2 separate regions of the Mus musculus genome follow, and region 1 is linked to region 2. The links are chromatin contacts, called in public HiChIP or PLAC-seq maps. All regions are on one chromosome and are shown on one strand. The core of a region is the stretch at or near the end of the contact, and the rest is flanking DNA. Distances in the headings are between cores, read along the strand shown. Region 1 overlaps Gm32767 (a long non-coding RNA gene). Region 2 has its middle 15 kb from the start of Gm39718.

What was found. HiChIP or PLAC-seq counts read pairs in DNA pulled down with a chosen protein or histone mark.
Region 1: a contact with region 2 is called in an H3K4me3 HiChIP or PLAC-seq map of embryonic basal ganglia, with 8 times the contacts expected there. The contact joins two enhancer-like sites. A contact is called at or near these places in 4 of 39 promoter capture datasets (the 3T3-L1 cell line, embryonic stem cells, hippocampal neurons and 1 more), 9 of 15 datasets of contacts at CTCF or cohesin (CD8 T cells, the G1E-ER4 cell line, the NIH/3T3 cell line and 5 more), 216 of 484 Hi-C or Micro-C datasets (3T3-L1-derived adipocytes, the AML12 cell line, the AtT-20 cell line and 122 more), 22 of 115 datasets of contacts at active chromatin or transcription factors (the NIH/3T3 cell line, PVALB interneurons, SST interneurons and 16 more) and 4 of 9 other capture datasets (adipose tissue, embryonic tail, liver and 1 more).

The regions. Positions count from the first base shown.
Region 1 is chr1:181,530,705-181,537,582 of GRCm38.p6, forward strand. It overlaps Gm32767 (a long non-coding RNA gene), which reads right to left. Exons shown (of 3, transcript XR_373754.2): 3 at 4,292-5,097. Among named protein-coding and RNA genes, the nearest start is that of Gm32767, 5.9 kb to the right of the region's middle. Within about 2 kb of position 5,042, at least 72 of the 459 cell types and tissues checked have an H3K27ac peak or open chromatin away from gene starts, as enhancers often do. A contact at or near this core is called in the P5424 cell line, hippocampal neurons, neural stem cells and 1 more, where this site is marked.
Region 2 is chr1:181,268,633-181,274,783 of GRCm38.p6, forward strand. No RefSeq gene overlaps it. Among named protein-coding and RNA genes, the nearest start is that of Gm39718, 15 kb to the right of the region's middle. Within about 2 kb of position 4,434, at least 44 of the 459 cell types and tissues checked have an H3K27ac peak or open chromatin away from gene starts, as enhancers often do. A contact at or near this core is called in the P5424 cell line, hippocampal neurons, neural stem cells and 1 more, where this site is marked.

The DNA.
Region 1 (6,878 bases), core at 3,792-6,291, 260 kb after region 2:
TGGGGAGAGAGGAAGGGAGAGGGAGAGAGAAGGAGAGAGAGCATATACCCTCTATCCATGGGATACTCCTGGCTCTAGGAAAAAAATAGGGCAGTCTTAGTAACTGTGATCCACAGCAGAAAATGGAAGCTGGAGCAACGATATGGGCAGTAGTGACGTGTTCTGAGAAGGCAGAGCACCGATAAGTCCCCATCAGGCATAGGGATTAGGGAAGGCTGCATGGAGCAATTGAGTTAGATCCTGAAAAATAGGTAGGATTTAGACAGGCTGGCGAGAGGGCACTCGGGGACTCTGTCAGAAGATCTCATTGGCTCATTTCAAAGGGAAGTTTACATGAAGGAAGTCATAGGGCAGTGACGTTGAGCCAGGCTGGGGCAGGATGGAAAAATATAAATGCAACCCACAGCCATCGAAGGCTCTTGAGCTAGAGACCATTACTGCCAGAGGGCAGGTTAGGAGGAGGAGATAGAAAAGCCCAATCCTTGATTTCCTGTGGTGGGACAGGGGCCTGGTCGGGTGGAGGAGGAGCTGAAGTGGGTACAGATGAGTTAGGAGCTGAGGACATATGTGTGAGCCAACAGCCCTTTTCTAATTTCACACTGGACCTTTGAGGCAGAGAAAAGGCTTGGCTTTATTTTTTAAGGCAAATTCTACTGTACTGGCCAGTTGTTAGTCTGTTGCTTAGGTTCATCAGCTTGGCCTTCCTTGCTGTCCAAAGTGTTCCTCCTGTGCTGGGGAGGGAGCCACAGCCACTGGGCTCCGAGGTCACTGAATGCCAAGCTTTCCTTTTCCCTGGGGCAACTATGAGCTATGATAGAGGGCTACTCGTGTCTCAGCCACTTCCCCAGCTGAAAGGCATGAAAACCTTCCATCTAGTTACTCTGCCTGGAGACTGCAACTTAGGCATGAAATCTTATCTCTTCCCGTTCCAGCTCCCAAATAATTGACACAAAGACCTGTTAAGTTTATTAACAAGCTGCAAGCATAGGCATATCTGAGCAGGTTCTGAGCTATTCTAACCCTCTAAGGCTGCTAATACCCAGACGAATGTTCCGTGATATGCCAGTCTAGTCTTGCCCTGGCTTGTTCTGGGCCCTCGTATCTGCTCTCTCACCTTGACCTCTTGTCAAGTCATCCTGGTCTCTCCACGTGGTCTGCCCACCTTCTTTCCTCCTAGTCCTTCTCTTACTTCTCTCTCCCTGGGACCCCTGGCTGGGATCTGAGTTCAGCCTTCTCTGCGCAGCCACAGGCTGATCAGCTCCTTATTAACCAATCAGAGACAGTCGGGGAGCACTCCTTACACAACATTGATACAGGAGATGTTTAATAGTCATAACAGTGCTAGCATCTGGACTGTAAACAGATCTCTGGGCACAGACATCAGCAGCTAAAAGTAGGGTGCACAAGACAAACCCCCAACCTCTGCTGTTTTATCCAGTGAGAGCTTTTACCACGAAGCAGCAAACTTTGTCTTCTTGTGACCTCAAAGAGGACTGGGCTGCCACCCTGTCAACTACAAATGGATGTGTGTATAGGGAGCGTGATTTACTTTGAAAACCCTTGAAAGCGTATCCTGCCAGTCTAAGATCCTGTTCACCTGTGACACAGATAATAAGAAACTAACGTTATCCCCAGCAAATAATAATTTTTGTGAAATCATAAGAGTTTTCTCTCTTTTCTGCACACATTGAGAGCTTTTGTTTTAATTTTGAACCTACAGGTCAAAGAGCAAGAAAAGTGAGGTTTGGGACTAGGGCTTGTCTTGTGTATTATCCTGACAGTGAGACAGGAAAAGAATAAATCTCCACGGAGAGAGTTTACAACATTGCAAGTATCCTTGTGGCTGGACATAGTGTTCCCTGATCCCAGAAAAATACACACACACACACACACACACACACACACACACACACACACACATACACACACACATACACACACACACACACACACATACACACTCACACACACACACACACACACACATACACACTCACACACACACACACACACATACACACACACACACACACACACACACACACACACACATAGACATATACAAACACATGCACATGTACACACGTGTTCCCAGCCACCACCACGCCCTAACCAAGAGACGGAGCCTGAGCTCCCTCCTGTTGCAGCTGGAGACTGAGGCCACGTTACAGTTGCCCCAGTTAGTAGAATGTTGTAGACAGACTAAGGAACTTTCAAGGCTAATGAGTTTCTCACTCATCTCTATCTTGTTATTGACAGGTGGAAAGTGTGTGATGCTGGACTGAAACAGGCAGGAGACATCACAGCAGGAGTGGTCTCCAGAGCCTCTGGGGAGGGGCTCAGGTTGAATTGTCTCCTGAGAGATGGCAGCATATGCTAAGAGCACATGAGAGAAAGGGGGAGAAACAGAAACAGAGACACAGAGTCAGACAGAGACAGAGAGAGGGAGAGAGACGGAGAAAGAGAGATGGAAGGAGAGATACAGAGAGACAGAGAGGAAGAGAGACAGGGAGAGAGAGAGAGAGGGAGAGAGAGAGAGAGAGAGAGAGATCACGAGGTGAGAAAGAAAGCCAGAGAGTATGAGGCAAAGCAGCCAGACTTACCTTGTGACAACCATCACAAGTCGCCAATTCAGCCTTAGAGAACTAACCTACCCCTTCAGGACTCACATTAGTTTCTTCCAAGGGTGACACCCCTAATAACCTAATTTCTTCTCACTAGGACCCACTTCTTTAAAGATTCCATCACCTCTTAATACCAATAAACAGGGGGCCAAGCTTCTAGGACATAAACCATATCCAAGCTGTAACTGGATTCAAAGCAGAACACCCACTTAGATTCAAAGCACAGACACACAAGCTACTGTAGTAGTAGCAGCCCATCTGGGAGAGAAAGCTTGGCAAGGGGTTGATGCAAAAAGAAACCAAGTCTGAGGTGGGGGCCTGATAACCTCAGTCAAGCCATTTCTCCTCTCTCTGGACCCCAGCTTCCTCATGTGTGGTGGAGAATATTAGGCTTACACTTCACATTTTGTGCGTTCCACCCTCATTACCATTACTTGGGTTATCACTAGGCTGATTCCCCTGAGGACAGACTCTGTATCTTTTATCCCTAGCGCTGAGTGCTGGGTTGGCTTGCTGCAAAGGGCGTGCTTTCCCCCTTCTTTCTGCGTGCACACCCATCCCATGGCCCTAAGGACCACTGTGCCATCCAAGGTCAGCCACGGCACTGGAAACGGACTTGATGTTTGTCTGCTCATCATGTTAACCTCATCGCAACAGGATCCCAGTTGACTAAAAAGCTATGAAGCTAGAACTGCTGGTACTTGGTAGCCACTGGATCTTTTACAGCTAAAAGGCTTTCTGGGCTCTCCAAAGACCCTCGGAAGAGGCCTCCCCTCGGTGTGGATATGCATGGTGTGCCCCAGAGGGTCAACGGTCTGCTTCTAGAAAAGAGATGAACATTGTTTTCTACTTTATATCTTAATTTTAAAACACTGATCATGGATCCTGAAGCCCAGGCCACCTCACGTCTGCTTGCCAACAACCCCACCTACACGCCCAAGGGTCGAAGTAATAAATCCAAGGCCATCATGGGGCTGGACCAAAGATCATTTATAGTGTCTAGGCGGTTCACCTGTTCATATGTGTGGCCCTTCCTCGCAGAAGCAGAAGCCACAGACAGAATAGGAAAGAACAGAAGAGTAAAAGACACATTTGTGTATTGTGAACGGCCGTGATTTCAGTGAGGCTGGTTACCTAGAGAGAACTTGTGCTGCCCTTTGGCAGGGATCAGGGCCCGACATCCAGGTCCGTGGGCTCTTGATGTTCTTCTAGTCTTTCCTGGGTCAAAACTCAGTACTATTTCAAACTCAAAGCTGTTGAAGCGAACATTTATCTTCCATATGGAGAACTGACCAATGATGTAGAAGAACTCCTCAGGACTACAGACAGCTTTTCTCCCCCATCCTTATCCAAAACAGTATTTATGCACACGGAGTCAACTGACAGGGTTACCAGTGTTCCCTGCAAATTATAAATGTGCCCACATGCTTCTCACCCATGACTGCTCCAGGACGCCATCGCGTGGATCCAGTTACTAACCATGGTAATGTCCCCTCTGGTGGGTCCCCTCTCCCTGCTTCCCCACCCACCCTCCTTTTTTATTTCACATAGGAAACAGGAAGTCTCATCATCAGGCAAAGCCTCGAAGTGGGACCTTAACATTTGCTACTACATAATTCATGCAGATGGCAAGGTCAACAGGGCTTTGAGAGTTTATTTTGGGAGGGTGGTTTTCTGCAATTCAAATGCAGGAGTAAATGTCAACGCTAATAAAATAAAAATTCTTACAGTAGAGACTGTGTTACTAACTACAAACCAGGTGGAGGGGTGGGCTGGCTTCTCCGAGCTCACGGAGTCTTACTTCCTGCCTAATGAACGGCTCAATTCCTTCTGAAAGGCAAACACACACTGAGATAAGAAGAGCAAACTGGTAAGCCAGCAGGAGAAGTAATTTAAACCAGATTGGTGTCTCTCTCCATAAAAGGAGTAGGTTTCAGGTGTGTCTTGTAACAAAATCTAGCAATGCCGAGAGGGTCACATCACCGCAGCATGTTGGTCAGGGATTACACAAAGCATCCCATTGTTCTGATGTCACTGTGAGGCTCGTACAGAGAACTAGTGTATGGAAGGAGTCCTTGGAACGTTACTGTGTTCTATAGTTTTGTGATGATGTCTTGAGTTCTATCCAGTACAGGACAATTTTTATTTTTTATCAGTCTTCCTCTGTCTTTCTTGCCATATGGCTCTGAAATACTTTGTTCTATGACTGGGCTGGCTAAACTCGGGCCTGCTAAGTTTGCTATGTGGCCTGATGCCAGGCAACTGGATGGTTCAGGGAATAAAGATCATTAACTGTCAGCCGAGTATGTCAAGTCCCTGCTGGAAACAGCACGATGCACACGGACAGAGATCAGTTGCAGTAGGCTCGCTCATCCAGGAGACTTCTCTGCACTAGTGAGAATGAGTCATAGCTTCCATAGTCAGTCAGTGTGATGAATATTCCATGCAGGCTGCTGAGCCCAAGCAGCTGGACCTAAAGAGAATATACCACACTGTTCTATTTATACATGCAGAATAGGAAGCCATACAACCGTGTCTTAGTTAGCGTTCTACTGCTGAGAACAGACACCAGAACCTAGGACAACGTTTAACTGGGTCTGGCTTACAGGTTCAGAGCTTCAGTTCATTATCATCAAGGCAGGAGCATGGCAGCATCCAGGCAGACATGGTGTAGGAGGAGCTGAGAGTTCTACATCTTATTCTGAAGACAAACAGAAGACTGGCTCCCATGTGGTTAGGAGGAGGGTCTTAAAGCCCACACCTACAGTGGCACACCTCCTCCAACAAGGCCACACCCACAAATAGTGCCATTTCCTGAGCCACTCCCTGGGCCAAGCATATTTGAACTACCACAAGTTGATTCCCCTTGTTAGAAATGATGCCTTGTGACAGAAGCATCCTGAATGCTATGAACATCTCATTCCTGGATTTGGGGGATTGGCGCCCAGCTTATAAGAGTCCTCTGAGCTGTCTACTGTGGTGTGTGCTTATGCATACATGTATGTTTGCATGTTCGTGTATGCGTGAGTGTGTGCATGTGTCTATGTAAACAGACACACATTTGACAAAGTTGACATTGGGTGTCTTCCTTGATTGCGTTCCACTTAATCTATTGAGGCAGGATCTCTCAACTGAACGGAACTTGCCAATTCTGGCTAGTGTAACTGGCCAGCTTGTCCAAGGGATCCGCAGTCTGTTTCTCCAGTGTTGGGATTAAGGTGACCAGCGCATCTGCCAACCTTTTACATAGTTTCTGGGGATCTCAGGCTCAGTCTTCATGACTCTGTTACAAGTGCTTTAGCCACCGAGCCATCTCTCTAGCCTATGATATTAATTCTGCTATCGATGGTACTATATCTCCTGTAGCACAGACTGGCCTCAAACTCAGTGTGTAGCTGAAGCTGGCCTTCAGCTCTGATCTTCCTGCCTCCACTCGCAAACACTAGGATTACAAGCATGGGATATGAATGGAATCTGGCTCGTAAATTATTTAGTATTCTTTTGCAGTGTGTGTGTTGTGTATATGTATGTATGTATGTATGTATGTATGTATGCATATATGGAGTGTATGTCTGTGTATGTGTATATGTGTGTGTTATATGTATATATGTGTATGTGTGTTTATGTTGTGTGTGTATGTGTGTCTGTGTATATGTGTGTGTCATGTGTGTATATGATGTGTGTGTATATGCGTGCATGTTCCACCTCAGTCACTTTGATATTCATTTCTTTATATTATAAGCAAAACTCTAAAGCTCCCCTGAGTGCCACCATAGACCCAGCTCCCCTCCCCTCAGCCCCCACCTCTAACTCTTCTTCAGAGTCTCCACCTTGTTCTGACTTGGCCACCTCTCCCTCCACTTCTCAGTACTAGTTAAGCCCTGGCCCTGGAGCTGCCCCTGCCTCTCTCCAGTCCTATTTCAACTCTTTCTGCCTCTTGTAGTCTGACATTCCCGCCACTGTGAAAGACTGCTTTCTTATCAAAGCAGAGTAAGATTCACTAACGTCAGTGCACCCAGCTGTAAGAAGGAAGCATCCAGAAGGTTGGAGTCGGGGAAACAAAGGCAGCAGTGAGATCCCACATGGCTAAGGGAGGCACCACCAAGGGTTTAAAGGCCCCTTGTGTGTGTGTGTGTGAACATGGAGTGTGTCCTGTGGCCTTGGTGGGGGACACTGAGCATTTGCAAAGTACCAGGAAGGAAAGGGATTAAAGGGACAGGATGGAGTCTGTCACTAGAAAGGGAGGGAACCTAG
Region 2 (6,151 bases), core at 3,184-5,683:
CAGGCTTTCCGCAATTAAAACATGTCCTCTGATCATTTCTGCTCATGGAGCGGTTTTGGGATTGAAGGATGGCAGCCGCTAAACCTGCATTGCTGAGAGGTCCCCCAAGCTCTCGACAGACCCTGAGCCAGTCTTGTAAGCCTTTGTTCTTTCTTGGGGCTATGGCCGCTCGGCACTCCTTTGTGGCTTGCTCATAGATTAGCTGTTCTATCAGAGGCGCAGCTTGCTCTGACTCTCCAAAAATACGCTCTGCTGCCTCTGTCATTCTGGCCACAAAATCTGAGAAGGATTCCTGAGGTCCCTGGATTATCTTTGTTAACTGACCAGTGGTTTCACCTGCTCGAGAGAGCGCCTTCCAGGCCCTAATAGCCGTGGAAGAAATCTGGGCATAAGCTCCCCAATGGTAGTTTGTCTGATCAGCAGAATAAGCTCCCTGACCCGTTAACAAGTCAAAAGTCCAATCTCTCTGCTCTGGAGTCAAAGCAGCTGCGTTTGCTCGGGCCTGCGCTTGTGCAGCTTCGTGCCAAAGCGCTCTCCATTCCATATATTTGCCCATACTAGGGAGAGCGGCTTTTATAACCGTTTGCCAGTCAGCAGGAGTTAGTGCCATGCCGGCAAGCCTGTCTAACTGCACCAAGGTAAAATTAGCATTGGTTCCGTATTTACGGACCGACTCGGCAATTTCTTTAATTTGTAAGTATTCTACCGGAGCGTGGACACGCCCACCCTCGGCTCCTTCAAAGACCGGAAATGCCTGTTGTATTTTCCTTTGTTCCTCTCTGGGAATGAATGAGTCTGCGCACTGCCTCTCTGCGCACTGCCTCTCTGCGCATTGCTGACGCACTACGCAGGGCGGGGACTCCGCATAGGGCGGACCTTGAAGCCGACTGCCCTGAGGCCAATCAGCAAACTGGCCTTCGCCAGCCGCTTTTGGCTTTTTTCTTGACCAATTAGCTGGCTGGTAATGGGCTGCTTCTTCCTCCCAGTCTGTTTCCTCAGAGGAGAATTCTTCATCTGCTTCAGAACTACTAAGAGCTGGCTTCCTGAGCTCATCTAGTGACGAGTATCTCCTAGAGACCTCCGCTAATTGATCTTTCTTCTTTTCCCTTTTTCCTCTTTTTCTTCTAATCTCTCTCCAGGTATTCCTACCTAACCTTAACTTTTCCTCGGGTTCAAGACCCTTGGAAAGGCCTGTATACTTATTTTGTGTACCATATTTTCTCTTTGCTCCTACTCTCTCTCCCCGCTTTACTTCTGATAGCTTGTCCTGAATTTCCTCTAGAATTTTCAGCCCTATCTTAATCACTTGATAACATGTGAAAAGGAACAAAAGGGCTCCTAACACCAGAAAAAATTCAAGGCCAAACATATTCCACTTTACTTCTGATAGACTGTCTTGAATTTCCTTAGAAAGTTCAAGATCAGACTTACCTCGTAAAGCTGTACTCACTGGTACTCTCGTTCCCCAGCTGAAAAGTTCTGAATTCATACAGTTGAATCCTTCTTAACAGTCTGCTTTACGGGAACCTTTATTACCGCGACCCGCAGTTCTGGTTCTGGAATGAGGGATCTTCCTTGCGCCAGTCCCGAGTTTTTTTCTCGTCCCGGAATTCGGCACCAATTGTTATTAGACGCGTTCTCACGACCGGCCAGGAAGAACACCACAGACCAGAATCTTCTGCGGCAAAACTTTATTGCTTACATCTTCAGGAGCCAGAGTGCAAGAAGCAAGAGAGCAAGAAGCAAGAGAGAGAGAAAACGAAACCCCGTCCCTATTAAGGAGAATTATCCTTCGCCTCGGACGTGTCACTCCCTGATTGGCTGCAGCCCATCGGCCGAGTTGACGTCACGGGGAAGGCAGAGCACATGGAGTAGAGAACCACCCTCGGCACATGCGCAGATTATTTGTTTACCACTTAGAACACAGCTGTCAGCGCCATCTTGTAACGGCGAATGTGGGCGCGGCTCCCAACAGTCTGTCAAGAGCTGTGCACGTGAGACTGAGAAGCAAGGTCAGAGAGAACAATCAGCCCTTGCCGTCCTCGCCGGACCTTGGCCTCGATGCCACAGGTGGATAGACAGGAATTTAAGACTGGGGCTGGAGAGATGGCTCAGCAGTTAAGAGCACTGACTGCTCTTCCAGAGGTCCTGAGTTCAAATCCCAGCAACTACATGGTGGCTCACAACCATCTGTGATGGGATCTGATGCCCTCTTCTGGTGTGTCTGAAGACAGCTACAGTGTACTTACGTATAATAAATAAATAAATCTTAAAAAAAAAAAGAATTTAAGACTGGGTTCTGGGCCTGTACAACTAAAGCCCACAGACTTGTGGGACTGTGGATTAGGGGGTCTCTCACCAGGCTCCCCACAAATTCCCATGACTGTCCTCATGCAAATAGGTGCCTGCTCTTCTTGAGGTGGTCACAGAAAAACAGCTATTCTATGCCACCGCAAGCCCAGCATTTACACAAGCCTGGCTGTGCATGTAAGATAGAGGACCAGAGGACATGGCTGTTCCTGAAGGAGATCTCCATTTGCCTATGGAAGGAGACATCTTCACCAGGGCTTGATGTGAGGGTGGGAAGGCTGGCATCTTGCCACACTGCACCCTGAAGCTATTACAGCATGTGGGGAGACGCTACCTCAGCTCTGCTCAGGCTGGAGCCTGAGTCTCAGATGCACTCTCAATTCAGCTTGTAACTGTCAGTGTGAGGTCAGGCCAGGCACGGTCTCCACCAGTCTGTCACGTGCCCTTCTGACTTTTAGGAGGTGACAGGAGGTGCCATTAATTCATGTTTGTCAACTGCTCAAAAGTCCCCAGACAGAAGGGTTGCTCATGCAGAGTGAGGCCTGGGCCGGTGAAGCTCTGTGACAGCTGAGTGGCCGCACTGGTGTCACCATGTCACATGAAGACACTCATCATCTCTGCTTCTTCTCTGGAAATATCAGTTAGGAAAAAAATTAAATATAGAGCCACACAGAAAATAAGATAACGAACAGCCTGTTATCTTTAACCCAAAATGAATAAATATCAACACTTTCACAATTAACATTTTACTAGAATGAGAGAGAGAGAGAGAGAGCATGCCCGTGAGAGAGCAAGCTGTGAATAAAATCAAGGACAGGTGGCTGTTGAGCAAAGACTCTAATCTACCTTTGGTCCTTAAAATAGTCTTACTAACAACATTCTACCAATGTATTTTGGACTTCAAAAACTTCTTTTATGATTAAATTTCAATTCTGTGGTGTGTGTGTGTGTGTGTGTGTGTGTGTGTGTGTGTGTGTGTGAGCAGCCGACCCTGGTTCTCTGGAAGGAAGAACAGCAAGCACCCTAATGGCTGAGCCATTTCTCCAGACCCACTGACCCTTGTTTGTTTTGAAAGACAGGAGTTAAACATTTGCACATTCTCACCGTACCCCACCCACCAGCCTGTCACCCAGGGTGACCACTGTCACCCAGGGCGCGTGTCCTCTATGTCTACCTTCCATGTGTGTAATCGGACAATGCTAGTGGACAGCGTGGGGTTGGGACCAGTCAGGGCTGAAGACTGGGCCTTTTGCTTTAATTGTGCTCTCTGGTCTCTGTGAACCTCAGTCCCTCCATCTTTACTCCTCTTCTACTGGGGTAGGTTTTTGACCTACAGCATTGCTGTTTCTCTGGGGAATGGAGGCAAATTGCTGGGCTCAGTAAATGGTAGCAAGTACCACTGGCCATTTCACCCTTTCTCCCTCCCCTCCCCTCTCCTCCTTTTTCCCCTCCCCCCTCCTCTCCCCTCTCTCCTCTCCCTCCCCTCCTCCTTTCCCTTCTCCCTCTTTCCCACTTTCCCTCTCCCTTTCTCCTTTCTCCCCCCTCCTTTCTCCCTCCCTCCCCTCCTCCTTCCCCTTCTCCCTCTCCCTCTTTCCCTCTCCCTTTCTCCTTTCTCCCCCCTCCTTTCTCCCTCCCTCCCCTCTCCCTCTCTAGAAAGTTCCTGGAGAACAAGGACCCTGTCTAAAGCCCATATCCCTTTGAGCCACTCCTGGGGTCCCCAGGTCACTGCTAGGCTGACTGGCTGATCCTTACAGAATGTCTGGAAGCTTTTCTGTGTTTGTTCAGGCTCCTTTGGGGTTAGCGCAGAAACCAATTCTGCTTTGGGGACACCCAAGAACTCTGAGTCTAGAGAGGAGTGACTGCCCTAAGAGATTTGGAGTTTTTTTCCCAGGTCCTGCTTCTTCTCAGGCTTCAGGTGAGCAGTGTAGTGGCGTGGGAGAAATACTGAGAGCCACGCGGTTTGTTGGCACTTCTAGGCTCCACTCGGTTTCCTTTGCTTTCTTGGATTCTAGCCATTGAGGGTTCAGGTGCCTTTCTGCAAGATCCAACCCTAACCTAGAGCTCGCCCGCGGTGAGCCTCCAGGGCACCGATGTCCGTCTCCGACAAGGGACAGAAGGGGGCGACAAACCCGCACAGTTGGCCGGCGGACCATGCCGGGCAGTGCCTGAGCCCAGAGCCATTCTCCCCCTTTTCCCTGGTAACTGGACACTTCTTGTAGATTCCCACAGCACACAGTAGAGTGCACTCTTTGTGAAAACACCCCCGCCCCCCGCCCCCCCCCCCGCCCCAGGCCTCGCCTTCACAGAGTAGCAGAGGCTGTCACCCTACACAGCAGAACCATCTTAGATTCCTGTTAGTTCTTAAAGCAAGGCCAGAGCTTAGGACCCCAGGGGTGATGCTCTAGGGCAGAGGTGTGCTTGTCCAAGTCCTGCAGTTGTTTCAAAGGCTTTGCAATGATTTCATTTGTGCACAAGCTGGGAATAGCTGCAGAGTTTTGACCCCAAGCATTTAAGGTCTTTTAGCCCAGGCTGTCCTTAGCACATTTCTGAAACTCCATCTCCCCAGTTGCGGACACACAAATCTAGCTATCTTACGTTTACTTAGTATTTTAACACCCATTTTTGTAAAAACTACATAAAGACACCAACTATCCAAATGCAACGTTAATATTTTTGAAAATTATATATTAAAGAATTAACATCAGGCAGATGAGATGGCTCAGCCTTTAAGAGCCGGTACTGCTCTTGCACGAGGGGCAGCTCCCAGCTGTCTGCAACTTCAGCTTCCGGCTCATCTGAGTCCTTGGTTTGTCACAGGCACCTGCACTCATGTGCACATGCCTGCCCCACTTTGCACATAATTTAAACACATCTTAATTAACATCAACATAGAAGTGCTCCCGGAGCTTCCCCCCCCCCCCCCCCCCCCCCCGCCGGCCACTTTTGTTTCTGCGTCTGCACAGGCCAGAGGACTGGTCTGTCTCTAGTTCTTCCATATCTCAGTGAGTCACAGAGCTGGAATTTGACTGGGGTCTTTATGGCTCCAAAGGGCTAAAAGTCCAGTTAAACTAGCAGATCTCTGACAGGGTTGGGAGGCAGCCACCCATTTATGGTGCTGGCAGCAGCTGTGTGTTTGGACAGATGCTGATGGTCCATCGCTATAGGGTGCCTTTGATCTCTCCGGATATTTATGTTTCTTATGATTTTTTTTTGTGATAAGGAATTTAAAATCTCTTCTAACTACTTTGAATTATACAATAGAATACTGCTATGAACATTGTCCTGTGTAATGAAGTATCCGAACCCTTTCCTCCTGTCTGGCTGAGACTACGTATCCTATCCACTAGCCACTCTTTTTAATGCCTCCCCCCAGTGCCTGGGTCCTTTCCCAGCCTCTGGACCACCATTCTAGTTTCTACTTCTGTGGGCTCAGCATTTTCAGCAGAGTGAAAGACGCAGTGTTTGTCTTTCTGTACTTGGCTTAGTTCCCTGAATATTATGTGCCCCAGGTCCATCTGTGTTGACCACATGACAGCCCGATTACATTTTAGAGCTGAATAGATATCCCATCCTGTGTGTGAATGTAAATGTGTGCATGTATGGGAAAGAGAGGAAGATGCCACACAGCTTCTATGAGAAATGCTCATTCTGATCATTTCCTATATGTATGTTCGTCAGTCAGTCAGCCCATCTGTCTATGTATGTATGTATGTATGTATGTATGTATGTATGTATGTATGTATCTATCTATCTATCTATCTATCTATCTATCTATCTGGTGGTACTGTGATTGAACCCAGGGCCTTGTGCTGCTAGGTAAGCACTCTACCAAAGCGCTATA